Regions from separate parts of the Pan troglodytes genome. Here region 2 is linked to region 1. The links are chromatin contacts, called in public Hi-C maps. All regions are on one chromosome and are shown on one strand. Each heading gives the region's core, a stretch centred on a gene start, on an enhancer-like site or on the middle of the called end of the contact. The rest is flanking DNA. Distances are from core to core; before and after follow the strand shown.

Evidence for each region. Hi-C and Micro-C count contacts between places; a contact is called where the count stands out from the background.
Region 2: a contact with region 1 is called in a Hi-C map of induced pluripotent stem cells, with 2.0 times the contacts expected there. The contact joins two enhancer-like sites. A contact is called at or near these places in 2 of 7 Hi-C or Micro-C datasets (induced pluripotent stem cells and stem cell-derived neural progenitor cells).

What each region holds. Positions count from the first base shown.
Region 1 is chr1:215,023,444-215,028,133 of NHGRI_mPanTro3-v2.0_pri, forward strand. No RefSeq gene overlaps it. Among named protein-coding and RNA genes, the nearest start is that of EPHA2, 25 kb to the right of the region's middle. Within about 2 kb of position 1,833, at least 8 of the 24 cell types and tissues checked have an H3K27ac peak or open chromatin away from gene starts, as enhancers often do. A contact at or near this core is called in induced pluripotent stem cells and stem cell-derived neural progenitor cells, where this site is marked.
Region 2 is chr1:215,189,597-215,194,286 of NHGRI_mPanTro3-v2.0_pri, forward strand. HSPB7 (heat shock protein family B (small) member 7) reads left to right here. Exons shown (of 3, transcript XM_009449005.5): 3 at 1-1,536. Among named protein-coding and RNA genes, the nearest start is that of HSPB7, 4.8 kb to the left of the region's middle. Within about 2 kb of position 2,240, at least 11 of the 24 cell types and tissues checked have an H3K27ac peak or open chromatin away from gene starts, as enhancers often do. A contact at or near this core is called in induced pluripotent stem cells and stem cell-derived neural progenitor cells, where this site is marked.

The DNA.
Region 1 (4,690 bases), core at 583-3,082:
CACCAGCTCTAATTGTTCGCTGCTGAAATGGGCTCGAGCTTTGGGGCTCTCACCTCAGCCAGCCCGGGGCTCCGGGCTTGGGCAGAGCTGGTGCATGGAGCAGGTCTGGGGCTCCTGGCATGAATGAAGCTGAAATGTGGACAGGTGCAGTCGGGATGTGGAAGAACCCAGCCTTGGGCAAGTCCCTTTACCTTTACTCAAAGAGGAGAGTGGGTGAGGCTGCCCGGGGTGGGGGGCACTGGCCGGGCACCTGCAGGTGGGGAGGCCTGGCCATCTCTGGAGCAGCTCCGGTGATGAACTTTGGTCAAAGAACTCGTCCTAGAGGGTTTGTCCCACACCTGCTTCTGGTCTTAGCACGTGACCCCTGCTCCAGATAGGTCCTTCTTGTTTGTTTTGGGCTTGAGAGGAATTAATGAAATTGTTAGGGTAATTGGCAGCACGGCGGGCACCATCCAAGACTGGCAAAGGGGGGCTGGGAGGACCGAGAGGAGAGAGCCTGGCACACGGGGATTGCTTAACAGATGACGGTGAAGAGGGAGGGGTGTGTAAGTGGCGGATGGCATGTAGGAGCGAATCAGTGAATGAACAGTGAGTGAGTGACTCAATGAACGCGTAAGCTGGAACCTCAGTAATAGCATTGGCCAACACTCGTGTAGTTCTCACTACATGTGCAACGTCGTTCTAAGCACTTCACTTGTAAAACTCATTCAGTCCTCTCAAAAACCCTGTGAAGGAGGCACTATGATTACCTCTGTATTTTTTTTTTTTTTTTGAGTCTCACTCTGTTGCCCAGGCTGGAGTGCAGTGACGAGATGTCAGCTCACTGCAACCTCCGCCTCCTGGGTTCAAGCAATTCTCATGCCTTAGCCTCCCGAGTAGCTGGGATTACAGGTGCCTGCCCCCACACCTGGCTGATTTTTGTGTTTTTAGTAGAGACAGGGTTTCACCATGTTGGGCAGGCTGGTCTCGAACTCCTGACCTCAAGTGATCCATCTGCCTTGGCCTCCCAAAGTGCTGGGATTATAGGCGTGAGCCACCGCACCCGGCCGATGACTACACTTTACAGAGAAGGGACCAGAGGCACAGAGAGGTTAAGTAACTTGTCCAAAGTTACACAGCTGGGAAGTGACTGAGTTCAGACTAGAACCCCGGCAGGCTGGCTCCGTAGTCTCCAGGTACCAAGCACCTTCAGGATCATGAAGAGAGTTCAGAGCAGAGGGGATAGGAGGATGGATTCCTCTTTTGCAGTCTCGGCCTTGAGACTCCAGGCTTCATGTCATTCAGTCTGTCATTCATTCATGCTGCATAGTCGCTGGTCAGCCGCTTACTCACTCACGCACTCACTGAGCGCCGGCTCTGGGAGTGTGAAGCGGGGAGACTTGTAAGATTCTGTCCTCCCCGGTCCTAGTTTACCTTTCAGGGCTCAGTTCAATGCCACCTCCTCCAGGAAGGCCACAGGGCTCTAGGCTTCCCCTGATCTCCCCAGCTAGGCAGTGCTTATGTTCTCAGTTCTTGGAATACCATGGGTGCTCAATAAATGCTTGAGGAGGCATCCTGTTGCTGCTGAGCCTTCTCCTGGGGTCTCGTGGCTTTCCCAGCTCTTTGTCCCTTCCTGTCCTCACCCCAGCCAGGATGCTCCTGTATCTGGACAGAGCCTGGATCCCCCCACACCTCCCATGACCTTCCCATACCACCAGCGGAGTGGAAACTCCCCGAGCACTGGGTCCAGCCGGAGGCCACGGTCAGCAGCGCTGGGATTCACCCCTGCCCTGAAAGGGAGGGACCTGGGCCCGCCCGGGCTCAGCAGCCAACAGCAGCCTCTTCCTTCCCTGGCGAAGTGTTTGTTTTCAAATTCCTGAGGCCTGCGTCACCCCCAGCCCTGTGTCCGCTGGCCCCGGCTGCCTCTGCTTCCTTCCTCCGCTTGCCGGACCAGGCTGATCTGTGGGGTGGGGTGCTGGGCCAAGCCTCTCCCGCCCATTGCCCACCAGCTAGGGCCAGAGCCTCGAGCTGGCTGACTGGAGAGCCCCAGAGGTTGGTAGGACATGGGATAAGGGAACTCAGGACCCCTCATCCCAGCCCCTCTGGATAGAGCAGGGAAATTCCAAGTCTTTTTGCTCTTCAGGGAACAGTGCAGGCTGGCAAAGAATCATGGGCTGGTAGCCGGAAGTAGCTATCTTCATCCCAGCTATCTTCTGGGTTAGCTGGGATGGGGAAGTTCTGAGCAGGGCACATGCCCCTAAGCAGGCCTGGTCTGGGCCCAGAAGGCCTGGTGCAGGTCAGACTTCATTCAAGCTCTCTTCCTGGCCGGGAGTCTTTTTTTTTTTGAGACGGAGTCCCGCTCTGTTGCCCAGGATGCAGTGCAGCAGCGCGATCTCGGCTCACTGCAACCTCCACCTCCTGGGATTACAGGCGCCCACCACCACACCTAGCTAATTTTTGTATTTTTAGTAGAGACGGGGTTTCACTATGTAGGCCCGGCTGGTCTCGAACTCCTGACCTCAAGTGATCTGCCCGCCTTGGCCTCCCAAAAGAGCGGGGATTACAGGCATAAGACTTTGCATCCAGCCAGCGCTGGGAGTCTTGAACAACTAGGGCAGTGGGGTGGGTTTCAAACTTGACCTCATGTGCATCAGAATCAGCTGGGGTGTGTGGTAAATGGGCAGACGCCCAAGCCCTGGCCTCTGAGATTCTGATTCAGGGAGTCTGGGATCTCAGGGATCTGAAGTTTTGGCTTCCCAGGTGATTCTGCTGCCAGAGGCCCAAACTGTGGAAAGCCAACGCTCAAGAACGTGAATAACACACAGCCAGGCCCAGCTCTCCCACTCACATGCTGCTGACCTTTTAGAGCTGCACTGGCCAGTTCTGTAGGTACTATTTAAATCTAGAGGCCGGGCGCAGTGGCTCATGCCTGTAATCCCAGCATTTTGGGATCCAGGGTGGGTGGATCTCTTGAGGTCAGGAGTTCGAGACCAGACTGGGCAACATGGTGAAACCCCATCTCTACAAAAAGCACACAAAAAATTAGCTGGGTGTGGTGGCGTACACCTGTAGTCCTGGCTACTCAGGAGGCTGAGGTAGGAGGCTGGCTTGAGCCCAGAAGGCAGAGGTTGCAGTGAGCTGTGATTGCGCCACTGTACTCCAGCCTGAGTGACAGAGCGAGACTCTGTCTCAAATAAATAATTAATTTAAATTAATTAAAATGAAATAAAATTAAAGTCAGCTCTTCAGGTGCACCAGACGCATCTCAAGTGCTCAGTAGCCGCGTGCAGCCAGTGCGGAGCAGATGTAAAATGTTTCTATCCATTCATCATTCCATCCACAGCAAGTTCTTCTAGACTGCTGTTCTCCAATGTCAGTTTCACAGAGGCAGAGACTTTTGTCTGCTGTGTTCATTGCTATATCCACAGCATCTGACTCATGCCTAAAACACAGCAGGGGACCAGTAAATTTTTTTTTTTTTTTTTTTTTTTTTGAGATGGAGTCTCACTCTGTCACCCACCCAGGCTAGAGTGCAATGGCACAATCTCGGCTCACTGCAACCTCCACCTCCCGGGCTCAAGTGATTCTCTTGCCTTACCCTCCCGAGTAGCTGAGACTACAGGTGTGCAGCACCACGCCTGACTAATTTTTGTATTTTTAGTAGAGACGGGGTTTCACCATGTTGGCCAGGCTGGTCTCGAACTCCTGACCTCAAGTGATCTGCCTGCCTTAGCCTCCCAAAGTGCTGGGATTATAGGTGTGAGCCACCATGTCCGGCCCAGTAAATCTTTTTCATTTGTGTTTTTATGGTGGTAACATATATGTAACATAAAATCGACCATGTTAAGCGTTTGGAAGTGTACGGGTCGGTGGCATTAAGTGCATTCACACTGCTGTGCAACTTCGCCACCGTCCATCTGCAGAACTTTTTCATCATCCCAAACTGAAACTCTACTCAACAAAAGCTCCCCATCAATCAATGTTTTCTAAATAAATGAATAACCTTGGCCGGGCGCGGGGCTTACGCCTGTAATCACAGCACTTTGGGAGGCCGAGGAGGGCGGATCACCTGAAGTCACGAGTTTGAGACCAGCCAGGCCAACATGTTGAAACCTTGTCTATTTTTAAAAAAAGTACAAAAATTAGCCAGGCGTGGTGGCGGGCGCCTGTAATCCCAGCTACTCAGGAGGCTGAGGCAGGAGAATCACTCAAACCCAGGAGGTGGAGGTTGCAGTGAGCCAAGATTGCACCACTGCACCCCAGCCTGGGCGACAAGAGTGAGACTCTGTCTAAAAAAATAAAAAATAACAATAATAATAAAAAAAAACCTTGGTCAAATCACTTCCACTCTCTGGGCTTCAGGTTCTTCATTTACAAAACGGGTAGCACATGCGTTCCCACCCGGCAAGTTCTTTGCAAGGATTAAATAAGATGAAGCATGCGATTAGCACAAGCCCTGGCACACAGCAAGTGCTCATCAAATATTAGCTGTTCCTGTATTATTATTACCTCATCAGGAAGTCTTCCCTGAACATTCCACACCTCCTTGTTTTCTAAACTCTGCAAGACTAGAGCGCACCTCATTCAAGGCAACAGAAACAGAGTCCGCTGCTGCCGGTGTGAATCACGTGGGCGTGTTCTGTCTCCAGGGCGTGGACTGTTGCTGGTCCTTTGTGTGTCAGCTAGCCTAGTTCCTCAGCTAGCCAAGGTT
Region 2 (4,690 bases), core at 990-3,489, 170 kb after region 1:
CCTTTCCCTGTCCCCCCGCCCCACGCCTGCCAGCAAAGCCTCGCTAACCCCATTACAACAGCTCCAGGACATCTCAGCCCAGGTTCTAGCCCCCACGCACCCCAGACCCCAGGTGGACCATCCTCCCAAACTAGGGCCCTCCACTCTATCCAGGGCAGGCCAGGGACTCCCTGGCCTGACACATGATGCCCAGATTTCAGATTTGGCCTCCGTCACTTAATCCAGAGTACAGGGGCTGGGGTCAGGGAAGGAAGATCGAAAGAACCCACTGTGGGTCAGGGGAATGGGACCAGCAGGACATATGGGCAAGCTCTGCAGGACAGACAGACAGACAAACCCTCTGATCTATGAAGTCTCTGCAGGGCAAGGGGACCAGGGACCTGGAACCCTCTTGGCCAAGGGGAGTGGGAGAGACAGAGGGAAGGTCACAGGCAAGGGTGCCTATCTAAGTGGAACTAATTGCCCGAGGGCTCAGCAAGGCCAAGAGGAGACAGCCGTGACGGTAAACTTCCCCTCTACCAGCCTCCAAGCCCCATGCCAGCGAGCAGGCTGCCTGCCCACCCCGTGCCCCCAGCCAGCTGGCTGTGCCAGGGCAGAGCCATGCCACATCTGTATATAGATGGGGTTTTTCCAATACAGCTGGTTCGTGATAAACTGCATGAAACTCCTGCCGTCCTGCGCCTGCTGGGGCCTCCAGGCAAGGCCACGTGGGGTTGGGGGTGGGGCTGGTCCTTCTCCCTCCCACAGGCCTGTGTTCTTGGGGCTGCTCCCATGCAGACAGGATCACCTAACAGAGATGGAAGCCAGGGCATGGATGGGGCTTTGGGTCCTCGAAGTTGGACCCCAGCTTCTTGCCACCTTCCCCTCCGGGCAGTCAGCTCTCCATCCATCCCCCTCTTTAATCTATGAATCTATAGGCTCGGTGTGTGTGACACACACACCCCTATCGTTGTCCTTCAAATACTCAGCATTACCATTGGTTGAGGCCAAATTCAGAGCTTTCTCAAATCAGATTTACAATCTCCATTTTCATTAACGGGGAAACATCTCTGAGCCACTGAGTGCCGTGCTTTGTCACTGAAGGTTAGATCTGAACCCAGGGTGTCAACAGCTGCTCTCAACTCCCCACCTCTGGGCACTGAGGAGTATTTCCCCTCATTCTACCTGTCTAAGGCTATGCACCCCTCCCCACGTCTTCCAGCTGGGGGATGGGGGGAGTCATAGGAAAAGCCCCCATCTCCCATCTGGGATAGGGACCTTCCATCAGCCTTAACCCTGGGAAATGCCTGCTGCCCCCAGTGACTCTTGGTTTCGTCTCCCACATACAGAAGCAGGGTGGAGGGGAAGGGTGGGTCTCAGTTAGCAGGGGTCCCCAGGGCAAGTCAGCCTCCTCCCTCCATGCCTCTCTGGTCAGTGTGCCTTAGGGTGGCCTCTCACTCCCACCACTCTGGGCCCCTTGGGGGAGGACTGGGGAGGGGTCCGTGGGAGAGCCCTGACGCTGGAACCTGTATACATAATAAAGGACAGTTTCACAGACTTCTGGAGGCCGCCTGCCTGGAGTTCTCAAACTTAGGGCAGGGCTGGAAACCCTGAGAGAAACAGACACACCTTCTTTGAGATTTGGGGATGGGGGTTGTAGCTCAAGTTAAAGCTGAAGACCTCACAAAATGTGGGTGTTCCTCGGCCTCCTCCATGGGCTCCCCAGACCCCCCTGGGCAGGAACCCCAGGATTGTTTCTGGAAAACCCTTGCAACACCTTCTCATCCAACTGCCTGCCCTTCCCTTTTTATTATTTCTTTCCTTCCAGAGATATTTACTGTCCTGCTATGTGGCGGGCACTGTGCCAAGCACTGTTTCAGTCCCAGGCGCAGGGACGCAAAGGTGGGCAGGCTGCACCGGGTCGCCTGCCCTCTTGAAGCCCTTCTTGTACCTAATGGGGATTCTGCGGCCCAGAGAGTCTGAGTGACTGGCCCAGGGTCACACAGCCCCAGAGGCAAAGCCAGCTGGAACTTGGGGGCGGGGGGTGTCCGGGTTGGTTCAGGGAGCCTGGGGAGGGGAGCTCTCCGGAGGGGTCCCCCACCCCGCACACCCCCAGGCTTGCTCCCCAGTGCAGCTCCACCGGCTGCGGTCAGGAGGAGGGGAGGGGATCAGAGGGGGCGCGGTATTTCCAGCCTCCATGACTCACTGATTCCACTGGGCTATTTGCAGCCCCGACACTCATTGGCGCGAGGTTGGGGGAGGAGCCAGCCTGGCTCCCCCTCCCGCGCCCCCCAGCCGGGGTCAGGCTCACCATGGCGTACCGATCTCAGCGAGCCCTCCCTCGGCCGGCCGGTGCTGGGAAAGGGGGCAGCTTCCCAAGTGGTCAATGGGGCCGAAAACCACCCCCAGCCCCCAGCAGCCCCCTCCCCAGACAGCAGTTTGCGAGGATGAGGACTGCTCAGGGGACCAAGCGGCCGCTGGGCCGCTGGGGCACGTCGGGTCTGAAGGAGCCCTTGGCCGCCAGCCCGGCCAAGGTGACCCTGCGGTAGGGGAGGGCGGGTCGGCCGCGGGGCTTTCGCCGGCTCCGCCCCCTGGGCGCCCAGACTGGCCGCGGCGCTTTGTCTCCCAGCGCCCCCAACCCCCTTCCAGGCTAAATATAGGCCTGGCTGCAGGCCCTGCGCCCCGCCCCCACCCGGAAGAGTAATTATAGCCGCCCCATTCATTGAGCAACTAGTGTGTGCCAGGCGCGCCGCTGATTCCCACAAGAGTCCTGCAAAGCAGGTACTATGATTAACGGTGTGCCTAGAAGGACACGGAGGATCAGCGAGGTCAGGCAACTGGCCCAAGGTCACCCAGTCTGGAAGTGGCACGGTTGGGATGTGAATCCTTGCTATGGCTCTGGAAGGCCCTCTGCTGGGTCAACCTGGATCAGTCGCCACCACCAATGGGCTGAGGCAGCTCCCCTCCTCCCACCCTGGCAGCCCCCACAGGGAAAGGCGGTTCTCGCGTCTTGTAGCTTTGGGGGTGGGCCTGGGCAGCAGGTAGGGGAAATTGAAAAGACGCAGCTCTCTGGGGCTGGAGACCTGTGAGAAAGTCCAGGTCAGGTAGTACCAGAGACTGGGAGGGGCAGAGAGGACCTAGAAGGTTTCCTCACTTTGAAGGCCTAGCCCAGGCCAAAGGCCTCCTCCTCCAGGAAGCCCTCCAGAGCCAGAGCACAAAGAGCCCAGGCAGATGTTCAGAGCCCCTTCCCAAACCCTGTCTTCAAAGTCAGATGGAAGTAGCGCATGCTCAGGAGCCTGAGGTGAGAGGATCTCTTGAGCCCAAGATTTAGAGACCAGCCTGGACAACATGGCAAGAACCCGTCTCTACACAAAATACGAAAATTAGCTGGTATGGTGACGTGCACCTGTGGTCTCAGCTACTCGGGAGGCTGAAGTGGGAGGATGGCTGGAGTCCAGGAGATGGAGGCTTCAGCGAGCCGTGATCGCACCACCGCACTCCATCTTGGGTGACACAGTGAGACCCTGACTCAAATAAAATAAAAAATGACCGGGTGTGGTGGCTCACTCCTGCATTCCCAGCACTTTGGGAGGCTGAAGAGGGTGGATTGCCTGAGCTCGATAAATACAAAGTATTTATTTGAAATCAGCCTGGACAACATGGCAAAACTGCATCTCCACAAAAAATACAAAAATTAACAGGGTACGGTAGCACATGCCTGTAGTTCCAGCTACTTGGGGGTTGAGGCTGGAGGACTTGCTTGAGCACTGGTGGTTGAGGCTGCAGTGAGCCATGTCTGAGCCACTACACTCCAGTCTGGGCAATGGAGTGAGAACCTGTCTCAAAAAAAAAAAAAAAAGAAAAAGAAAAAAAAAAGTGACCTTTTGTATTTGACATCTTTCACCTAGCATAATGTTTTCGAGATTCATCTATATTGTAGCATGGACCAATAATCTTTTCCTTTTTAAGGCTGAAACATATTCTGTTGCATGGCTAGGCCACAATTTGCTTACCTTTTCATCGGTTGATGGATGCTTGGGTTTGGTTCCACCCTTTGGTTTTGGTGACTAGTGCTGCTCTGTGCACTTGTGCAGATTTTCTTTTTTTTCTTTTTGAGACAGAGTTTCACTCTTGTCACCCAGGCTGGAGTGCAATGGCGCGATCTCGGCTCACTACAACCTCCGTCTCCTGGGTTCAAGCGATTCTCCTGCCTTAGCCTCCTGAGTAGATGGGATTACAGGCGTGTACCACCATGCCTGGCTAATTTTATATTTTTAGTAGAGACGGGGTTTCACCATGTTGGCCAGGCTGGTCTGGAACTCCTGACCTCAGGTGATCCACCCACCTTGGCCTCCCAAAGTGCTGGGATTACACTGGCCACTGCGCGCCTGGCCATTTGTGCAGATTTTCACATGGACGAATGTTTTCACTTCTCTTGAGTATATATCTAGGAGCAGAATTGCTGGGTCCTCTGAAAGCTCCATGTTTGTTTGAGGAACTGCCAGACTGTTTCCCAAAGTGGCTGTACCATTTTACATTCTCACTGATGATTTTACTTAATTCATGGTTAATGAAGGAACCAGTAAGATGTTACAAGCAGTTCAAAGAAGGAGGCAAAGAACAGATGATATCTGTAGGTCAGGGAATATTGAAATGAATGTGCACAGAGGTAACACTGGCTTCTTCCACAGTTGGGAAGGAGAGTCCACTG